2 separate regions of the Mus musculus genome follow, and region 2 is linked to region 1. A link is a contact called in public promoter capture Hi-C data. All regions are on one chromosome and are shown on one strand. The core of a region is the stretch at or near the end of the contact, and the rest is flanking DNA. Distances in the headings are between cores, read along the strand shown.

Region 1 (5,152 bases), core at 1,227-3,726:
AGACAAGAGGAGTGTCTTCCAAGCTGACATCCTGGATTAGAAAACTTCACTTTCTGTAGCCAAGGCTACTGCACCTCAAGAGCACGTATGTGTGTCCTATACACACTTCTTTACAGAGTGGGAGATTCACACAGTGGATTTTCTCAACAGCCCTGACATAGAGAGCATTCTGATCCTATCTAACAGAGGAAAACCAGAAGTTCCGAGGGACCGTCTCTTACACCCTGTCCCCACCCTGACTCTTCACCCTGGAGCAAGTAGCTCATTCCCGGTCTCCACACACACTCATCCTTCAACAAGGTCATGAGAAGCACCTGTGATAACCTGGCAATGCAGACTTCCTCTTAAGCACATTAGCTCATATGGTTCACATTGTGTGGGGGGGGGCACCACTCTCCTCCTCACCCTGCACGCCTGCCCCACCCCCACTGCAGGCACGTCACTCTCTCTTATACCCCTAAGCCTATGAAGCCTACTGCCTCTCTTGCTCCACTGACCCCTCCTCTGCTCAGCAGGCAGCCCCACCTGAAGTCTCACTACACCACGGTACCCTCATGGCTCCCCAGTGGGTTCAGCTCCAACTCCACAGTGATCATCATTTTCTGCTGTATCTTCCTGTGGATTACTGCCCTGCTCTGTTTCTTGAGGGCAGAAGCTATGGCTGTCTCCTTGAACCGACCCCCATTCCCTCTTAGTGCGGGCCGTCATAGTAAGGGGGGCACCTAATGAGTCTGCCCAATAAATTCAAGTTTACAAAGCTCTGGTAAAACAAGAAAGAGTAGCTTGAACTCTGTTTGCCAGGATGGTGTCTGGGCAGTGGTAGACGGCTGGACTTGGCTTACCAGCTAAGAACACCGAAACCTGGCTATGTCCTGCTGGGATAGAGCAACAGGGTTTAAATAAATGGAATCCCGACTGCACATTCTGTCTGTGCGGCCAGTTGCTGGGTGACAAAGACCTCCTCAGATCCCCTTCGCCCCTAAACCACTTCCACTTTGACTGTTCACTTTGACTGTCTCCTACACCAACCCTGGCTCTCTTCTGAATGGCAGCTCTCAAGTCTGAGGTGCTCCCTCCCTTCCTCATGCTTATGAGGGGAGTCAGGCTACGTCAGATTCCAAGTAGGCCAGTGTCACATTAGAATGTGTTGAGCTGAAGACATTGAAGCGAAAGCAGCCTCCACCCTCCTGGTCTTCCTAATGAAGCCCACAGATTTCCCTTCCATCCTGCACTCAGGGAAGAGGTGTCAGCAGGCACGGTTCCGAGACAAGTCTGCACAAATAAACCTGGAGACAATGACCCTTGACTTCTACTAACTCTCCAAACATTCTAATCATTTTGCATTCATTTATTGGGACCCTAAAGCCCCAGCCTCTTGTCTTGGCTCTCTTGGCTCTCCACACTACACATAAACGGTACTGTGCACACTACACATAAACGGTACCGTGTATATGCCCTGGAGTTGACTCCTGTGGACACGCTGCCTCTTTTTTTTCTGAGACACAATGCATGTGAAATTTAAAACGCTGGTAGAGATTACACGCTCCCCCACCCCCTTCCCATCAACTTGTCTTTTATCAGTTTAATTTCCTTATACCTATAAACTATGGGCTGGGCACCGTTGTGACTAAAGGCCAGTAGTGGGGGAGGAGACGAGGTTTATGCAGGCACTTTTGCCTGCCACTTGTGTTATTATTTAAAAATTATGTTCTGCCCATTAAGTGCCCAGGAAACCCAAGGGTAACTGAGCCTTCCCTGTCTTTTCAAAACTCTCGTGTTGCATGTCAAATAAGGAGCAACTCAAATCCAGGTTCCTGGCAGGCGGGGTATTACAGCTCAGGGACCGGCCTCCCTCACGGGCCACCTGTGGCACCCAGCCCCGATACTAGGCAGTCGTGGCTGACGATATGCTTTGCATAAGTAGGCCATCCTGGCTCCATTCCACCTGGGCTGAGGTGCCTGCTCTCCCCTGCCCAGGTCTTGGAGAAGGAACCTGAGGATAAATCCTGAAACTTGTTTGTGAGTCCAGGGGCAAGGAAGGGAGAGGAAGGCAGCTTGTTTCCGGAGTGAGGAGGGCAGTCCAGATCAAGACTAGACTTTGAAAGAGACTTTTCAGGTTTACCAACCCAGACGAGTCCAAGTTGGAAGAAAAAAAAAAGGGCTTAAAGCGTACCCATAAAAGAATTAACATTCTTGCTGCACCGCAGGGAGCCCACGGCTCTGCTAGGCTCTCTTAACTACTCTCCTTACTTCTCTCACAACAGCGGGTTATTTGGTCCCCTTTAGCCCTGCTCACCTGAAAGGCTTCATTGCTGCGGCCCAGGTCGCTGGGGGCTGTTGGCCTCAGCTCCAGGCTCATCTTGCTCTCACTGGGCTCGGAATTCTTTCCCGGGTCTGCCCTGGACATCCTCTGCTCAGAGACAGAGAGAGAGCAAGCACCACCTCTGCTATGTCAGAGGGCCACCTGCTGCTACCTCAGTTTGGAAACCTTTCCAATAACCTTTTAAATGACTTGGGCTGGAACCTGGTTGAGGTGGAGCAGGAGGGGCGGGCAGAAGGGCGGGGTGAGGCCTCTTTTTGAGCACGCCCACCCCATTCCTCTTTCCAGGGATGCTCAGCATAGATTTCTCATCACAAACGGGAACCCGCCGTTTTCTCTGTAGTCCTTTGCAAAATCGCCTACTTCCTGTGGACGGTGTTGGGGGCTAGGCAGGTGTTGCTGCATCTACGCCAGACATGTGGAAGATACAGTATGCATGACTTCGTATTCCGCCTGGGGAAACTTGAGATACGGGGAAAGACAATAAAAGGATGAGAATCAGGTGCAGGTCTGGCCTGCAGAGCTTTTCACTGCCCCCCCCCCCACTTTACCCCGAGGATCTCCAAACCCCAAGAACAGAATTGCAGAGATGGGCTGGCCACGCGTGGAAGGAGACTGTTCACTCCCTTATGTATACTTCTTAGTATTTTAAATGAACCACACACTCACTGTATAGCTCCTTCTTCGTCTTGTTCTCCTCACTCCTCCTCCTCCTCACTCTTCCTCTTCCTCTTCCTCCTCCTCCTCCTCCTCCTCCTCCTCCTCCTCCTCCTCCTCCTCCTCCTTCTTCTTCTTGTTCTTCTTCTTCTTCTCCTTCTTCATTATGGTCATGTAGCTTCTCATTAGTGAAGAACTAGAATGATAAAGTTTGATACTGGGAGACAATAGACATGAAAGTAGGGGAACCCCTCTTCCTACAGGCCTTATCTGGGTGATGATTTTATGAATAGTTGCTAAAGTGACCATTGTTTTTTGCTGATTTCTTAATGAAGCTCATGGCCTTTATTTTCACTACTAGACCCCGGATAACACAGACTTATCAGAACCTATCGTGTGGGTTCAAATAGGGTTTACCCTGTTCCAAGTCATCAAACTACAACATACAAGCTTAATCCAACCCACTACCCATTTTTATATGGCTTGAGTGTGTTTTAGGTTATTGGATAAATTAAAAAAAAATAAAGGGAAGAATACTTCATTTTTAAAAAAACATTAAATTAATGTTTTCAGACCGTAATACAAAAGTGATGGGCTTTACCATGGCATCTTCATATGCATTTGTCCTAGCGTGTTCTGGTTGATTCCCCTCCCCCACAGCCTCGTTGCCCTCCCACCTCCAGCTGATTCTCATTCTTCCTCCTCCAGTTAGCTTTCCCTTGTACTTTCTATTGCACACAGGGAAGGATATTTTCTGTCACATGAAAGTCACATGAAATTCCAATTTAAGGCTGGGTGTGGCAATGGCGCGCTCAGAGGCAGAGACAGGGCTGCAACAAGCTTGAGACCAGCGTGGTCTAGATGGTGAGTCTCAGCTAGCCAGGGCCAATGATAAGACTCTGACTTAGGAAAAAAAAAAATCAGGTTGGGAAGCAAGCCTGAAGGCCCAAGTTTTGTGTTGAGAATGGTGGAAGGAGAGAATCAACCCCTGACCTTTGGCACTGTAGCACTAGGATACCCCCACACACACATGTAATGATGAAGTCTTTTTTAATGTCAAATTCTAGTGTCGGAAATAATTCGACTGTTATACAAGCATGCCCGTTTGCTTATGCATTGCTTCTGGTTGCTTTACTGTAATTACAGAAACTTGACTGACAGCTCACATTCTTGCAGCTGCCAGTAAATGCTACAGTCTTGGAGCTAGCAACAGACCCTGCTTCAATCCCCAGCCTGGGACAGTAAGCCATAACCCAGTGTGTTTTCTACCCATTGGCTAAAGATACAGTACGTGGTTATTTTTGAGCCTATCACCTGGGAACGGAGAGGACTCTAAGGTCTGATTATAAGATATGGTGTGGGGCTGGAGAGATGGCTCAGAGGTTAAGAGCACTGGCTGCTCTTTCAGAGGTCCTGAGTTCAATTCCCAGCAAACCACAACCATATATAATGAGATCTGGTGCCCTCTTCTGGTGTGTAGGCATACATGTAAGCAGAACACTGTATACATAGTAAATAAATAAATCTTTAAAGATATGGTATGCTAGATATGATGGGGTACACCTCAGAGAGAGTAGAGGATTGTGAATTCAACTCAGACTCCATCTCACCTCTCTCCACCCCCACACAAAGATACACACAGTAATTACTCTTTCCCATTCTCCAACCTCACCATAAAAACTTGATACCCGAGGCAGCTGCACATATAACTTTGACCCTAAGATGCCCCAGATGGTCACATCCAGACTACAGGTTGATCTTATATGAAACCTGCAGCCTGTGGAGATAAAGCTCTCAGAACCAATGGGAGTCCAGCTTGTTATGAAACACCAGAGCTGACTGGAGTTATGGGTCTATCAGAAACGATGGTGGTCCCTTGCTATGAACTACATGTGGCTTATCGCTCTCAATCTGGAAACAAGCCATTCAATCAGAAAAAAGAGGTGAAAATTCTTTCCTCTTTCCCAGGACTGGATTTTATATCATCTAGAGTGATTTCAAGTCCTGATTTGTTAGAAGTAGCTGTGTCTCCCAACTCCTCTGGGCCGTTTTCTTCTTGGAGTCCCCAAATCTCATTTTTGTTTGTTTGTTTGTTTGTTTTTTTCAACACAGGGTTTCTCTGTGTAGCCCTGGCTGTCCTGGAACTCACTATGTAGACCAGGCTGGCCTCCAACT
Region 2 (4,869 bases), core at 2,150-4,649, 1.0 Mb after region 1:
GTCTAGCTAATGAAGATTTAAGAATCCCTGGGAGGGGGCGTGGGTTGAGAGATGGCTCAGCGGGTAAGAGCACTGACTGTTCTTCCAGAAATCATGAGTTCAATTCCCAGCAACCACATGGTGGCTCATAAACATCTGTAATGGGATCTGATGCCCTCTTCTGGTGTGTCTGAAGACAGCTACAGTGTATTCATATATACATAAAATAATTCTTTTAAAGAAAAAAATCCTCTAAATTAATGTCAAACAGCAAACTATAGATTGTGGGAGTTCAGATAACATCAAGCAGGATAAAACTATCATTACAAACTATAGGAAAATTAAAATTTCTGAGAAAGCCAAAAGGAAAATATCTGCCTCACAAGGAATGTTCACCAACACAGACCACATTCTATGCTAAAACTGTATCTTAGCAAATTTACACTAGGAACCATACCGTGTCTGCTCTTCTACTACAGTAAAATTAAATAAGGAATTGGAAGCAGAAAGATAACTGGGAAATCTATAAATGAGTGGAGCTTAAGACCCATACTTTTAAATAACACACAGCTTTTAAAGTAAAAGTCTTATTTTAAAAATAATTTGATCATGCCCTTAACCCCAGCTGTTGGGAGGCAGAGGCAGATGGATCTCTATGAGTTTGAGGCCAGCCTGGTCTACATAGTGAGTTCCAGGACAGACAGATCTATATAGACTGTCTGATCATACAGACAGATCTATATGAGACTCTGCCTCAAAAAGTTAAAATAAAATATAGATAAATAAAATAAAAATGTCTTGGTAAATATAAATGACAATTTGCTAGCATGTATAGGCTGCAGTAAAAGCAATGCTTTTTAAAATGATATTTGTAGCACTAAATGCATGCCTGAGAAAGGAAGATCTGTATCCAAGAATCAAGACTATACCTTCAAAAGCTATGGAACAAATTAGCCAATTAAATCCAAAGTCAAAGTAGTAGAAGAAAAGATATATGAATTAGCTTATAACTTAACTAAAATGAAAAAAAAAAATCAACAGAAAAATCAGTGAAAGCAAAAGCTCATTCTTTGAAAAGATAATGCTCTGGGCTGGAGAGATGGCTCAGCGGTCAAGAGCACTAACTGCTCTTCTGGAGGTCCTGAGTTCAAATCCCAGCAACCACAGGGTGGCTCACAACTATCTGTAATGGGATCTGATGCCCTCTTCTGGTGTGTCTGAAGGCAGCTACAGTGTACTCACATATAATAAATAAATAAATCTTTAAAAAGAAAGAAAGAAAGAAAGAAAGAAAGAAAGAAAGAAAGAAAGAAAGAAAGAAAGAACAAGAAAAGATAATGCTCTAATTATCAGAAGAAAGTGGGAATATTCTTACAGGTAATATTGACCAGGCTGACCTTGGCCACAGAATTTAACATTGTGACCTAGTGTGATCATTAGTGTGCTCAAGCTAGACAGCATCAAACTTCTTCCACAGGGGCTGAGACTTTAAAGGACAATGCTCTGAGCTTGGGGGCCAGCATACAAGAACATCCTGGCACCAAGCTTTGCTCTGTTGTACCACAGAGAACCAAACAAACAGGACAAAATGGTAAGGAGAGCCGAGGGCACCTCCTGGATGCCCAGGCCAGAGCAGGCCCAGATTACCTGCTGATGTTGGTTGTTGGTTTCAGCCAGGTCTCTGGAACCCGGTGCTTCGTTTCGCTTTCTGATGACCTCCTCTATCCGCTCGTCACACTGTTCCTTCACCTCGGTCATCTGGCTGATACACTGGTTCCTGGTGAAGGCGAATGGAAGGCTGTGTGGTGGATGCCCCAAGCACGCACTCCCTGATCCCATGCCCACAGTCCGTCCCCTGCAGCAGGAGACAGAACAGCCCTTTCCCACCCAGGATGAGGTCTGAAAGAGAACTACCAGGGCAAGTGTCCATCTGCAACCATTCAATGACAGAAGAAACCTGCTGGTACCATACTCTAGACTCGTTAATGTTCCGTTAAACAACCCCCTCCCCCCTTCTCTCTATATCAAAAACCGCTGCCTACCGATACAAGTTCCTGAAACCCTTGTGATTTCCTGGTGTTCAGAGCATCTTTATCCATGGGCTCCTTGGACCAGACATGTAGTGATGTTGATAAGATGGCTCATGGGGTGGGGTGCTGGGGTGCTGAACCTTTCAGGATAGGGATTGAAATACTCAGCTCCACCTCCTAGAGGAGGTGAAGGGGCCAGGAGATGGGGCTTGAGCACATGGCCAATGACGTCATCAATCATCGCCTGCATACCAACCTCAGCTACCACCTCTGGACCTTGAGCTTTGACAGCTTCTTGGCTGGTAAAAATACAGAATCTCGGATTCCTTGATTCCAATAGAAATATAAGTTCTGCCTCCTCAGACCTTGCCCTGTAACTATTGGTGGCTGTTTTCCCATGGCACCCTATGTAATGAAACTCTGAGAGTAAAGAGAGCTGTCCTCTGCTCTGTGAGTGGCTGTGGTGAATTACCAAGGCATACATCGGGTAGCCTTGAATTTGTAAACTCTCTAGTGTGTGGCTGGCTGGGGGACAGGACACTCAGGACTTGTGAGTGGCTTGTGGAACAGTCTTAGGAACTCTTAGTCCTTCAACCTGTGGCATGTGAATGAACTCTGGACAGCATCAAGACTGACTAGAGGACAGCTGGCTATCAAAGACCTTCAACTGAGGTGTGCACTGCAGGCTTGCACTGCCTTCCACCTGGAATGTGAGAACATCCCATCAAAGGGCAGAGGCAGAGCTGGAACCACTTGCTTAGAAAATGGGGAAGCTAAGAGGTGCTCTGTTGCCTGCTGTAGCCAGAGCCGAAAGACTCAAGTTTCCAGAAGACTGCAGGGGCCACACTGGGCAGCCTGCCTGAGTTAGAAGCACTCTGGAGCCTCAGTCCGTAACTTGGAGCATCTCCTCTGGCAATGCAAAGCATCATTGGATCATGACATCCCACACACAGAAGACAATCGTGTGATAGCTCGAAACTTGGACAGATAAGGAATAAGCAAAAAAAAAAAAAATGTCACTGAAAAACTTGCCAGGGTCAGTCAAAGCCACAGGTGGTAGACGAACATAAAGGGGCTAGGACTCAGCGAGTGAAGAAACTTAGCTATCTGAGGAACTAACCGCAGGCCATGCTCTACTCCTGAACCTTTATGCCTAGGAAGAGGAATTTCCACCTTCACTTGCTTTTGATTCTGCAGAAGTAAGCAGGGAGGGCCCCCCTCCACCTCTCAGGAATGCAGCAGTATCTGCCCACGCCCCCACATTCCATCTCAAAAGCAGCAGGGGAAATGAACAGACTGCTCAGCGTAAGGAAGGCCTAGATCCTGAGACAATGTACACTAGGTCAGCGCTAACTCCTGGGAGGTCCGGGGCTGGCTCTTTCATGTCTGTGCACAAAGCAGGTCCTCGGGGATTAACTGGCTAAACTCTAGTGATGCACAACCCTAGGCCATGAATGGCACTCAGGACAGTGCAGATTTTGGCCACGGTGACGGTGTCACACAGGACCAGGCATTTGCCAGCTGCTCCCTCATAGTGTGAAGATGAGCCAGAGTGCTCAGAGATCAAAAAGGCAAGGAAGGCTGCGTTGATGAGTGCAGTAATCACTCAGTTGTGTGTGCCAGGAAGAACAGTCACGTGGGATGCCTGCTGATTCCCAGAAAGACACTAACTTGTGCGAGTGGAGGGGAGAAAGCCTTCGCCTCCACTTGTGGCTACCTCAGCATTCCTGGAGACTGACAGAGGTCTGTGCAGGCATGCATGCCTGGAGGGGAGCAACATTTTATGCACGTTACAAATTTGCTAACAACATGCTTACATCTTGTCTCTAGATCACAGACATTTAAGGACAGCTATCCCTAGCTTCCATCAGTCTCTGGCCATTACCTCTGAGAGCTTCCTGCATCTGCAGAAGGGTCCTTAAGCACAACCTGTGAGGCAGACACTGTTAGCCAGAAAGACCTACTATCGAAGCTGCTCATGTCTTAGAAACAAGTGTCTCCAAGGAAGCCATTAGGAAGTACGGTAAGTGATCTGAGCACTTGGGTGGGAGAAAGGTCACAAGTTCCAGCTAGTCTGAGCTATACAAACTTGAGGCTAGTTTGGGCTACACAGGAAGACCGATTTCAAACTGCAACCCAGGGCAGCACCACTACCACTGCCTGTGCTCAAACACAGGCATCTCTCTTGGCCCATGGCTGACTTCCGATTTGTCAACACCAACCAAGTGAGACTACTGAACAGGGGGAAGTGCTGGCTGCAAGGGGCTTTTGGAGGCTGTAAGACTACGGCATTTGACACCGATCTGTATGCAATATTTCAACCTCACTAGCTCAGTTTCCGAGGCTCACTGTGAATGTTTGGGGCTAGACACAAATTGGTTGAGGGAAGCTGCCTTGGCAGTGTGAATATTTGACAGTGCCTTAGTCTCTATTCACCAAATTCCAGTAGCAGTCTCCCTCAAGTCTGAGTAAGCCATCTCTAGATACTGCCTCTCTCTGAAGGGATAGGCACGAGGTCAGCACAGTCTCACAGTCCAGTCAGTCATGACTCCTGATGCTGAATGTCTGCTCATGTCATCTGCAGTTATAGTCACAACAGCAATGGTCATGCATGTAAGATATGACAACGTCTTGCTTGGCCCAGAGAAAAGCCAGGAAAAGTGAGACTGCAGCCACCCCAGTGTTTATACAGAGTCCCTGCCCACTGGTGCAGTGCTCAGCGACACCCAGCTACTGTGCAACACATGAATGCGCTCCAGAAGTCACGCTTTCTGTAGTGTTGGGGTTTGAAGTAGCCAGGAAGAAATAAGGCAAGTCGCTGGTATTTCAAAAGATCATGGGGATGCTGCAAGGCTGGTAT

The links. Promoter capture Hi-C pulls out the DNA fragments that hold promoters and counts their contacts.
Region 2: a promoter capture Hi-C map of hippocampal neurons shows a contact between it and region 1, with 2.3 times the contacts expected there. The contact joins the enhancer-like site here to the promoter of Slc28a3 in region 1. A contact is called at or near these places in 9 of 39 promoter capture datasets (the 3T3-L1 cell line, 3T3-L1-derived adipocytes, the C10 cell line and 4 more), 1 of 115 datasets of contacts at active chromatin or transcription factors (embryonic stem cells) and 1 of 9 other capture datasets (embryonic stem cells).

What each region holds. Positions count from the first base shown.
Region 1 is chr13:58,608,401-58,613,552 of GRCm38.p6, forward strand. It overlaps Slc28a3 (solute carrier family 28 (sodium-coupled nucleoside transporter), member 3), which reads right to left and starts at 2,477. Exons shown (of 18, transcript NM_022317.3): 1 at 2,297-2,477. The coding sequence starts at 2,407.
Region 2 is chr13:59,643,467-59,648,335 of GRCm38.p6, forward strand. It overlaps Golm1 (golgi membrane protein 1), which reads right to left. Exons shown (of 10, transcript NM_001035122.2): 6 at 1,627-1,756. Among named protein-coding and RNA genes, the nearest start is that of Golm1, 30 kb to the right of the region's middle. Within about 2 kb of position 3,400, at least 55 of the 459 cell types and tissues checked have an H3K27ac peak or open chromatin away from gene starts, as enhancers often do. A contact at or near this core is called in embryonic stem cells and hippocampal neurons, where this site is marked.